2 separate regions of the Ovis aries genome follow, and region 2 is linked to region 1. A link is a contact called in public Hi-C data. All regions are on one chromosome and are shown on one strand. Each heading gives the region's core, a stretch centred on a gene start, on an enhancer-like site or on the middle of the called end of the contact. The rest is flanking DNA. Distances are from core to core; before and after follow the strand shown. Region 1 holds the start of LIMCH1 (LIM and calponin homology domains 1). Region 2 overlaps LIMCH1 (LIM and calponin homology domains 1).

What was found. Hi-C and Micro-C count contacts between places; a contact is called where the count stands out from the background.
Region 2: a Hi-C map of tail adipose tissue shows a contact between it and region 1, with 2.3 times the contacts expected there. The contact joins the enhancer-like site here to the promoter of LIMCH1 in region 1. A contact is called at or near these places in 2 of 16 Hi-C or Micro-C datasets (mixed tissues and tail adipose tissue).

The regions. Positions count from the first base shown.
Region 1 is chr6:60,932,129-60,937,148 of ARS-UI_Ramb_v3.0, reverse strand. It overlaps LIMCH1 (LIM and calponin homology domains 1), which reads right to left and starts at 1,438. Exons shown (of 27, transcript XM_060417028.1): 1 at 1,301-1,438. The coding sequence starts at 1,396. It overlaps LOC132659945 (a long non-coding RNA gene), which reads left to right and starts at 525. Exons shown (of 2, transcript XR_009601030.1): 1 at 525-730.
Region 2 is chr6:61,038,095-61,043,118 of ARS-UI_Ramb_v3.0, reverse strand. All of the region lies in intron 1 of LIMCH1 (LIM and calponin homology domains 1), which reads right to left. Among named protein-coding and RNA genes, the nearest start is that of LIMCH1, 100 kb to the right of the region's middle. Within about 2 kb of position 1,563, at least 4 of the 54 cell types and tissues checked have an H3K27ac peak or open chromatin away from gene starts, as enhancers often do.

The DNA of each region.
Region 1 (5,020 bases), core at 189-2,688:
TTTATTCTTCTGTTTTTGTTTGTTTGTTTTAACCCTATTTTTAAAAAGATCTTTCTAAACGCTGACTGAAGCGACTTAGCAGCAGCAGCATCACACTCTGCCCAACACTCTTGCTTCCTCGAAGCAGGTTAACCTGGTAAGGTGCAGGCCTCTGGCTGGAGCATTAGAGCAGCATTAAGTGGTTTCCCCAGGCAGTTCAGCAGATTTCAATCTGTACAACGGCATCGAGACGTGCGGTGCCACAGGGGGGTGTCTCTAAGTGACCGTCTGAGTAATAACAGGCTTCACCATTACCGGATCATGACTTAGCGGTACATTTCTTTCTTTGAACTACCAGGGAGGGTGAGCTGCCCGTCCCTGAGGAAAACAGGGTCAAATTAGCCTCCCACTAAGCTTCAAGAAAGGCTGCCTGCTGAAACAGGCTCACTGCATGGATCATAGGGGGTCACCTTTACCCCCTCGCGCCCTCCAAGCGTCCTAAGCCCCGCAGACACGGCATTTCGGGAGCGCGGGGCCACCACGCTGCGTCCACAGATAGACATCGAGAATCAGGATCGCCCAGCGAGCGCTTCCTGGACTGAGCCAGCCGAGAGCTCCAGTGATTTCCCTGGCCTGCCACCGAGCCATTTAAGAAGTGAAATATGCCAACGGGGGCAGGAACCGGCACCTCTGGGATGGAGAGGGGACTGCCAGTAGATGGGCAACGTCTATGCAGATGGTGCATTCGCAGGTGGGTCTTGCAGGCTCCCGGGCCCACTGTGCTGTGCCAGCCTCACACCTGACCCGGTGCCAGGAATACAACCAGAGGCTCCGGTGGGTGTGCGATTCCGTGAGACATTAACAACTCCGCTCCGGAAGAACGGGGATGGGGGCTCGGGGCGGATGTAGGACGGGGAGCAGGACTCCCGAAATGCGACGTCCACAAGGACTCCGGGGGCTCCCGCTTGATGCGCCTCTGCGGCGCTTCTGCTCGCACTGCGCTTCCCCGGGCAGCGCCTGGAAGCGGCAAGAGCTGAGATTTGCGCGACTGGCGGGCAGAAAGGATGGAAGGGCAGGGTACCGCTTCCCGCCCTCGACACGCACAGCTAGACCGCAGTGTCCTCCCTACGCGCCCACCCTCGCGCCAAAGCGTCCGGGGGTCGCAGCTCGCTCCAGGCCCTGCCGGCTGATCCGGAGCAGCCGGCAAAAGAAAGCGGGGGGTGGGGGAGGCGAGACCAGACCTGTCGTCCTGGTGTGTGTGGGTCGGCGGCTCCGGGCTGCCCCTGCCAGGCCGCCCGCCCGCCCGCCGCGGGGTACCTACCTCGATCCACTTCTGCGCCTCGGAGAAGGCAGGCTCGGGGGGCGGCTCGGGCTGCAGGGGCTGGAGAGCTTCCAGACCGAGAACGGGACAAGCCATTTGCGAAGCCCCGCGTCCACTCGAGCGCCGGGCCGCCGGGATGAGGACGGCCGCCGCCGCCGCCGCCGCAGGAGCGCGCTCCCCGCCCCTTCCCGCCCGCCCGCTCTCCTCCCCGGCCCGCCCCGCCCCCGCGCGGCGCAGGTCCCGGAGGAGCGCCGCGCTGCCGCCGACCACGCCGCCGCAGCTGTTCCCCGCGCCGCCCGGCTCGGCCGCGCCGTGTGTCCCCGCGGGAGCGAGCGCCCAGGCGCCGCGAGCTCCCTCTCCACCCCACCCCACCCCCACCTTCTCTGCGGACTCCGCACCACCCCCTCCCGGGCTGGGGTGTCAGCCACCGACTAAAAATAACCGAGAGTGAGCGCTGAGTGTATCCCTCCCCTGCCCGCAACGCGACCGGGAGAGGGATTCGGCCAGCCTCCCCGCACGTCCCCGCGCCCCGCCGGCTGCGGAGGGCCCAGCAAGTCGGGCGGCCACCTGGCAGACGCGCGGGCAGCGCGGCGCACGCGTCCCCGGGGGAGCCCCCGCTGCCGCAGCCGGGCAGGGGCCGCCCTCACCTGCCGCACCCCGCGCCAACCTTAGCTACGGAAGTGGGGGGAAAGAGGGGCAGCCCTCTGACCCGGTGCCAGGGATGTTCAGTCGCCTGATCTTTCTGTAAGATAAAGAAGATAAACGACCCTTTTTAACCTTTGTCTCTCCAGGCAAGCTACCTGTGTTGATTGATTTAACTCATTTTTATTTTGCACCTACTATGTGTTGGGACCACAAAGATGAAAAAAGACAAGGGAAGAGGGGGAGAGGTGGGGAGAGAAAGAACTGGGAAGTCTTGGCGCTCAAAATAATTACGTTCTAGAGGAAATGGGATAAAAAAGAAGATAATGGTGGAGAGTAATACATGCTAAACAGATAAAAGAGGAGAAGATAAACTATGACCTGGGAAGAGGATATTGCTAACTTCAGATTGCCTCTCCACCTTCACCTGGAAGGCTGACCTGTGGGTCCAGGCTCTGATAATGGAAGGGAGGGCAGGAGGTCAGCAGGCTGGAGGAGAGGGCCGTGGGGATGTTTTAGGTACCTCTTACTGCAGAAGGCTAGGGGATTGGCTGCTCTGCTCCACTCTGAGGAAGGTTGCAAGGCTGGGGCCCCTCGTTGAGTTCTCTGACGGTCCCCTGTCTCCTCTTGTTGCACCCCACTTCTCCATCTCATTCTGGTGTCTGGCCTGCCCACTCCCTGATAATCGTCTCTTTTACTTATTTAGCTACATGGAGGTCTTAGTTCCAGCAGGCAAGATCTTCCGTCTTTTTCGTGAGCTCTTTAGTTGCGGTATGTGGGATCTAGTTCCCTGACCAGGGAAGGAACCCTGGCCCCTTGCATTTGGAGCACAAACTCTTAGCCACTGGACCACCAGGAAAGTCCCAAATGGTCTCAATAAACTCTTCTCAGCCACCTTTATTTGAGCATGCCTGTTCAAATTTTTTTTTTTTGCATGAGAACGCGACTGAGAACGCGACTGATGACAAAGGAAGGTTTTTCTGTCGAGTTGACATGATGAGGTGACATGAATGAGAAAGATGTTAGCCATACAAAAAACTGGAGAAGCCATTTCAGATAGGTGCAGAGGCCTTCAGATGGAAATAAGTTTGGTGGAGGTCATAGGCCCACAGAAGACCAGTGTGACTGGAGTGTGTTAAGGAAAGAATCAGGTGGGAAAAAACAGCATGAGAGAGACAGGTGAGAAGCAGGTGTCAGACCACAGTGGACAGAGCAAGAAGTCCACGGGTGTCTCAGCAGCTAAGTGTCTTCCCTGTTCAGAGTCCAAGTTTTGTCTTTGTCCAATTCTGCTGTTGTAATAGGGGGATGAAACAAAAAAGCAGCCCTGAAATTCCACTATTACTGGCTTTGGAGTCAGACAGGCTTCAGTTTATTTACTTTTAGAACACTTATATGGTGCTTGAATTGTGCCAGGCACTGTTTTAAGTGCATTACAAATAATTGACTAATTCATTCCCTATTCCAACCCTGTGAGATAGGCTATTACCATTCCTAGGAAAAAAACCAGGGGACAGAGAAGGGTGCCGCACAGCTGGTGAGCAGTGAAGCCCTGATTCAAGCCCAGACAGCCTGGCGCCAGATCTACTCTTAACTGCACACCAAGCCGCCTTACCAGGCCCAGTCCAGGCCCTGCCACTTACAATACGTGCCTCAGTTTCCTCATCTCAAATGAGGTTGACATGGCAACATTTCAGCAAATCATTGTGAGGAGCAAACAGGAGTTCTGAATGTGAAAGAACCAAAACCGTGGCCGGCATATAATTAGTGCTCAGCACAAGCCAGCTGACCAGAAAGAACGGGAGGGAGGAGAAATTACAAAAAAGAGTGAAGACCGCAAGCAGAGGAAAAGGGTTAGTAAAATACAGTCAGAAGGTGACCTAGTCTCCGTGAAGAAACATGAAGTGAATAATTGAGAAAATGATCCAGCACACTGATACGAAATACCACTTTAGGCAGATGCCACCGCACGGAGTGACTAGGAGTTGGGAGAGCCCGTTGACCCAAATGACATAGCTGAATCCGTGGAAAACAAGCATTAGGAGTAAATCCACCATATCTCTGAAGTATCTGCTATCAAAATTGGTATTCAAACTAAAGCATATTTTTTTTTCTTTCAGTGAAAATGCTTTTTAAGTCTTTTAAGGTTTATAATCACAAAGTAACATTTGTTTTTCCTGAACTCTATTACCAATAACAAAGTCACATAAGTTACCAAAGGACTTTAAGGACTTTAAACTATAATAGAATTCAAACCTAGTTCCATTATCAATAATACTTACAAGTCATTGCTAAGCACCTACTATGTGTAAGAGATTGTACTAGCATCAGATGAATCCACAAAGGGATTTCATTTCTGTATAGTCTGTTTTTCATATGTAAAAGTAATATGCACCCGTTGGGAAAAAAGTCTGAAAAATATAATGAAGAAAACCAATCTGGAATAAACCCTACAATTCAGAAATCATTGCCACTATTTTGGGGATGTGAAGCAACATTTGATCAGGAAAAAAAAAACAACAACTGTAAGTCAATATACTGTATAATAAATGCCAAATGAGGGATATAAGGTATTTGAAAAGCATGGGTTTTGGTGGGGGAACAGATTTCTTAAAGTATCATTCACGTACCATACAATCCACCCACTTAGAGTGTACAGTTCAATGTTTTTTAGGTATATTCACAGAGTTGTGCAACCATCACCACATTAATTTTGGAGCATTTTAATCTCTCCAAAAAGAAACTGCATACCCTTTAGCAGTCATATCCCTAAACCCCCATGTTCCCAAGAGGTGGCAACCACTAATCCACCTTCTGTCCTTATAATATTGATTATTCTGGAAATTTCAAATAAATGGAATTGTACAATATGTGGTCCTTTGTGTGTGGCTTCTTTCACTTGGTAGAATGTTTTCAGGGTTCATCCATGTGGCAGCATGTATCAGTACTTCATTCCTTTATATGGACAAATATTAGGTTGATGAAAAAGTAATTGGGGTTTCAGACCATGAATTTTAAATCATTATAACTAGGTTCAAACACACCTTTATTAATCTAAATCAGAAGGATTACAATCAACAC
Region 2 (5,024 bases), core at 314-2,813, 110 kb before region 1:
CCATCACTACTGTTTCAGCTTTTGCTAACCATTCTTTGCAGTTGGGCTCCATGACTGACAATTTTAGATGGAATCACCATTTCCTGATTTGCCAAGGCTTGGGTCACAGGTACTCTGCACCTATACCCTTAAACAACTCAATTTAGTGGATGGCTCTCTTCCCAAAACTTCAACCACCACTTCACTGAGAGCAGCTTTCAAATTTACATTACTAGTCCAGTCTCTAACAAGATCCCAATATGACGCCTAGATAGCTTCACATACATAGCTTTCTGGATAGCAACAAGTTTAGCATCTCTCCTTCCAAAGCAGATCCTTCTCCTGGTTTTCCTGTTACTTCTAAAACTACTACTAGAAGCTTTGCCACAGAGATGAATGTCAGTACCTGTCTTCTCTTTGCAACCCCCCACCCCGGTCTTCATCATTCCATTATTTTATGAGGTCTGTTCAATTTATTCCTTCACTGCCTCTCAAATCTAAATTTACCTTTCTATTTGCACTACCCTAATACATCCTAATGACAGCTTATATACCAGCACTGCCCAATAGAGCCCTCTGCAATGATGGAGATATTCTATATCAGCACTGTCCAATATGGTAGCCACAAGCCCCATGTGACTATTGAGCACCTGAAATACAGCTAGTGCACCTAAGAACGGGAACTTTAAATCTCATTTCATGTAAACAGTTACATGTGGCTCGTGGCGACCATACTGGACACTGTTAATTACTCCCCATTGTCTCAGCATAGATATAGCCAATTATAATACCACATGTGCCAGTCATTTGTTGCCTCTCAGATCCATTCCCTGCTGTCCAGCCCCATCTCTGTTTTACATCACAGGGGACTTCTAGTTCCCAGCTGCCTCTGACAACTGGCTTCCAGGCAAGTTGTCAGTGAGCGGCTTTGGTGAACAGTGGGCAGGAGCAGTAGAAAAGTCAGGGAGCTTCTCCATCCCTAGCGTTGCCTCGGGTGGCATTTCTAGCAGTAGTCCCCTCCCTTCCAGAGTCCCAGCTCTCACTGGCAGTCTTCATCACAGTTCTATCTCTCACTGAGCAGCCTCACTCTCTGGGCTCAGGTCACACTATTTTCTCCCTTGATCCTTTCAGCTCTAGGAGTAGTAGCACCTTCCTACCATTACTAATCTCTGGGTTGGCTCACTGTCAGTTTAGGCTTCTTAGCCCTTAAACCATTACCAATCCATCTATTAAATTCCCTCTGTTAAAATATCCAATATGGTTTTTTTTTTTCCTTAGTAAAGACTGATACTCCATCCAGACGTGTCTCCTCTTTAATTTGTCCTGATAATTGTTATCATGAAACCAGCCATAATCATCGTCACCATCAAAACAATATGCGATATAAAAGTACATCAGAAATCATCATTTAAACAGTGCTTATGTCAAGCATTGGGGTTTTGACATATCATAGTTCATTTTTTCCCTATAAAACCCTAGGAGGTCAATATTTTTATCCCCATTTTATAACTGAGTCCAGTGAGGCTTAGAGAGCAGCTTACACAGGTTAAATAGCAACTAAGTGACTCAGCGTGTCTCAAGAGTGCATATCAGGTCACACAAATTCCTTCCTCTCTAGTACACTATTCAGACACTGTCAATTACTCCCCATTGTCTCAGGAAAAAGTTCAACTTCCTCAGCCTGCTCTTCAGAATAGAGTCTCAGCCATCCAGCTTTAATCACCCTTCCAGTCACAGCCCTACTTTCTCCTTATTCATATCCAGACTGACAACATGCAGCTTTCCCTACATACGTGATTAGTGTTTTCCCACCCCTATTCTATCCCTTAGGTACCTGTCAAGGCCTATTCAAAATTCAATTTGACTTCAGCATAATAATTATAATTATTGGTGCTTTGGAAACAACATTATAATTCCATCTGTGCCAGTCATTTGTTACTCAGATCCATTCCTTGCTGCCCAAACCCCTCTCTGTTTCACATCACAGAGAAGTGATGTCTACTGTTTCCAAAGCGCCATCATCTCACCTTTCTCTGAAATTTCCCACTCAATAAGTTCTCATTTATTTCTCCAATGTTTGGCTTATATTCTAGCGTGTTCTTATCTTAATACTACCTTTATAAAATTGCAAAGTCTTTGGAGAGAAAAGATGGTGTTTTAAAGATTTTTTTAAAAATCTCTCATCAGCATCTAAGAGTGACATTTACAAATGAACTTTTAGATGATCTGAAAAATATTTGTTTAGGTCACGTACACAAGCCTTCACAGATGCAGCGTCATGTGACTTCTCAGGAAAAAAATGGAAGTCAAAGACCTAGGTTCTTTCCAAATTCCTAGCTTCACCACATCAGGAGCATAGACTCTACAGTCAAACTGCCTATGTTTTAACTCAGCTGCAGCTCCTAACATCTGTATAATTTGGGACGAGCTACTTAATGGGCTTCTCTTGTGACTCAGCTGGTAAAGAATCCGCCTGCAGTGTGGGAGACCTGGGTTCGATCACTGGGTTGGGAAGGTCCCCTGGAGAAGGGAAAGGCTACCCACTCCAGTATTCTGGCCTGGAGAATTCCATGGACTGTATAGCCCATGGGGTCACAAAGAGTCAGACATGACTGAGTGACTTGTACTTTTACTTAACTACTAGGGTTACTGTTTTCTCACTTTTAAAATGAAAATGATAAAATGACTTCATAGTTCTACCAGGAGAAATAAATGAGCTATTTATACCAAGGGTTTACTTACAACAGTGCCTGGAATATACTAAGTGCTCAATAAATGTTAGTTCTTACTAATATGACATCACTTCCCAAACCAGCGGTATGGTGGAACTGGTTAAAATGCACCTAATTTCTGTAAGTCATGGAGGTAAAGATCTCAGATCCCATAATCTCCCTCTAGGTTTTATTATGGCCTCCAGAAAACAGATAGTCTATACCTATAAAACAATAATCAAATTTATTATAAGTAGAATAATGTCAATGAGACTGTGAAAGCAAGATAAAATTGACTGTTGAAAAGTTAAAGTATTTCAAAAACCTTGTCTAAATTGAGTTATGTATCCAATAAACCCACTGTATCTGATATAGCATGCCTCCTGTAGAGAAGACACATTTTCCCTGTATTTAACTAATGTATAAATTCTGGATTTTTAGGTTTGCTGTGCCCAGTTTCCAAATGGTCCTTTCCCTCTGTGTGCTCTAGCTCTGATGGTCTGAGCATCAGTGACAGAGTACTGGCTGGCATGTCTTTCTTACATAGTAACAGAACATTGTCCTTGTCCTTGAAACCCAGCCCCCATATATGTAGTGGGGAAGTCTAGGCCACAAGGAGAGGCCACAAGTAGGTACTATCGTGTTAGTCCTATCCAAGGTCTCATTGACCTCCAGCATCATCCATGAAACATGTGAGTAAGAGAGCCACAGATCATTCCAGCCCCCAGCCCTTAAGCTGACCCAGCAGATGCTGAATGGAACAGGGACAAGCTACCCCTGCAGAACTCTGACCCAACTGCAGGTCTATGAGTGAAATAAAGTCTGACATTGTTTTCAGCCACTAAAGTTTGGGGTAATTAGTGAGGGAGGCACAGTAACTAGAGCAGATGGTAGGTTATGTGGCAACAGCTAACTGATACAGGCAGTGTCTTCTACCTGCCCCTACCTTAGTGGATCTTCCTCAAAACTGCCGCATTGGTCAAGGAGGGTGGTCCAGGGCACAGTATCATTTTAAATTTAAATCTGATCATTTTTTATTTAATTAGTGAAGACAACGTGTATTACTTGCTGCACCTGGGAAATTTGTGGTTGCTCTTTTGTGCAAGAAAACATCATCCCTCTCTCCCCAAATCAAATGAATATAATAAGAGAAATTAGAAAAATGCATCAGAGTAGTACAGATTTCTGAAGACTACAAAAACAGAGAATCCAATTGGATTGTTCATTTTCTCTGTTAATAAAATGATATCGTATGAGCCCTAAAACAAACATTAATAATAAGCTGTATGAAAAATATAAACACAGTCATGTTCCAAAATAATACCTGATAAAGCTATGCTGCTACTGAGTCATAAGTTTTATAACTCTGATGGGTCAAATATTTTTATTGACAAAATCATTACTGTAATAAAAGATACTGAGCTAGCTATTCCATCAATATCATAAAAACCCAAACTCATGCAGGTAAAACAAAAAGACAGGTGTCTCAGATCCGGGACCTAAATAAAAACAGAAATAAAGGAATATCTAAAAAACAAAAGGACATACTCCATAGCACAGGGAACCCTGCTTAATATTATATGGCAGCCTGGATGGGAGAGGAGTTTAGGGAAGAATGGATACATGTATATGTACGGCTGAATCCCCTTGCTGTCTACCTAAATCTATCACAACATTGTTAATTGACTATATTCCAATACAAAATAAAAAGTCTTTTAAAAAGTAATATGTGTTGAATATTGGGAACATATTCAATATGCTATGATAAACCAGAATGGAAACGAATATGAAAAATAATTTACACACACACGGTGGTGATTCAGTCGCTAAGTCATATCCGACTCTTGCGACCCCATGGACTGTAGCCTGACAGGCTCCTCTGCCCATGGGATTCTCCAGACAAGAAAACCGGAGTGGGTTGCCATTTCCTTCTCCAACATATATACATATATATGTATAATTAGTCACTTTGCTGTATAGCAGAAATTAAACACAGTATTGTAAATTAAAAAAAGGAATGTTAAAATATGAACTTACCAACTTATAAGTAATTATATTAATATTATAATTAGTAGGTATAAATGAACAAGGACTTTCTAAATCTTTAGGGTCAAGTCAGAAACCACCACCATTTGATACGGTGTCTGAAGTCCAAGTCTGTCCTTAGGAACAGGTTAACATAGCCAAAATGATTAACAAAACTCTTGGCATTCTAGAGTAACCACAGCAGTTAACAATGTAGGGCTTAAATAATTCATCAAACTTGGAACGTTAAATGTATCTGTGTACTGAGTCAAAGCAACCAAACGCAGAAGTCCTCACCAGCATGTGTGC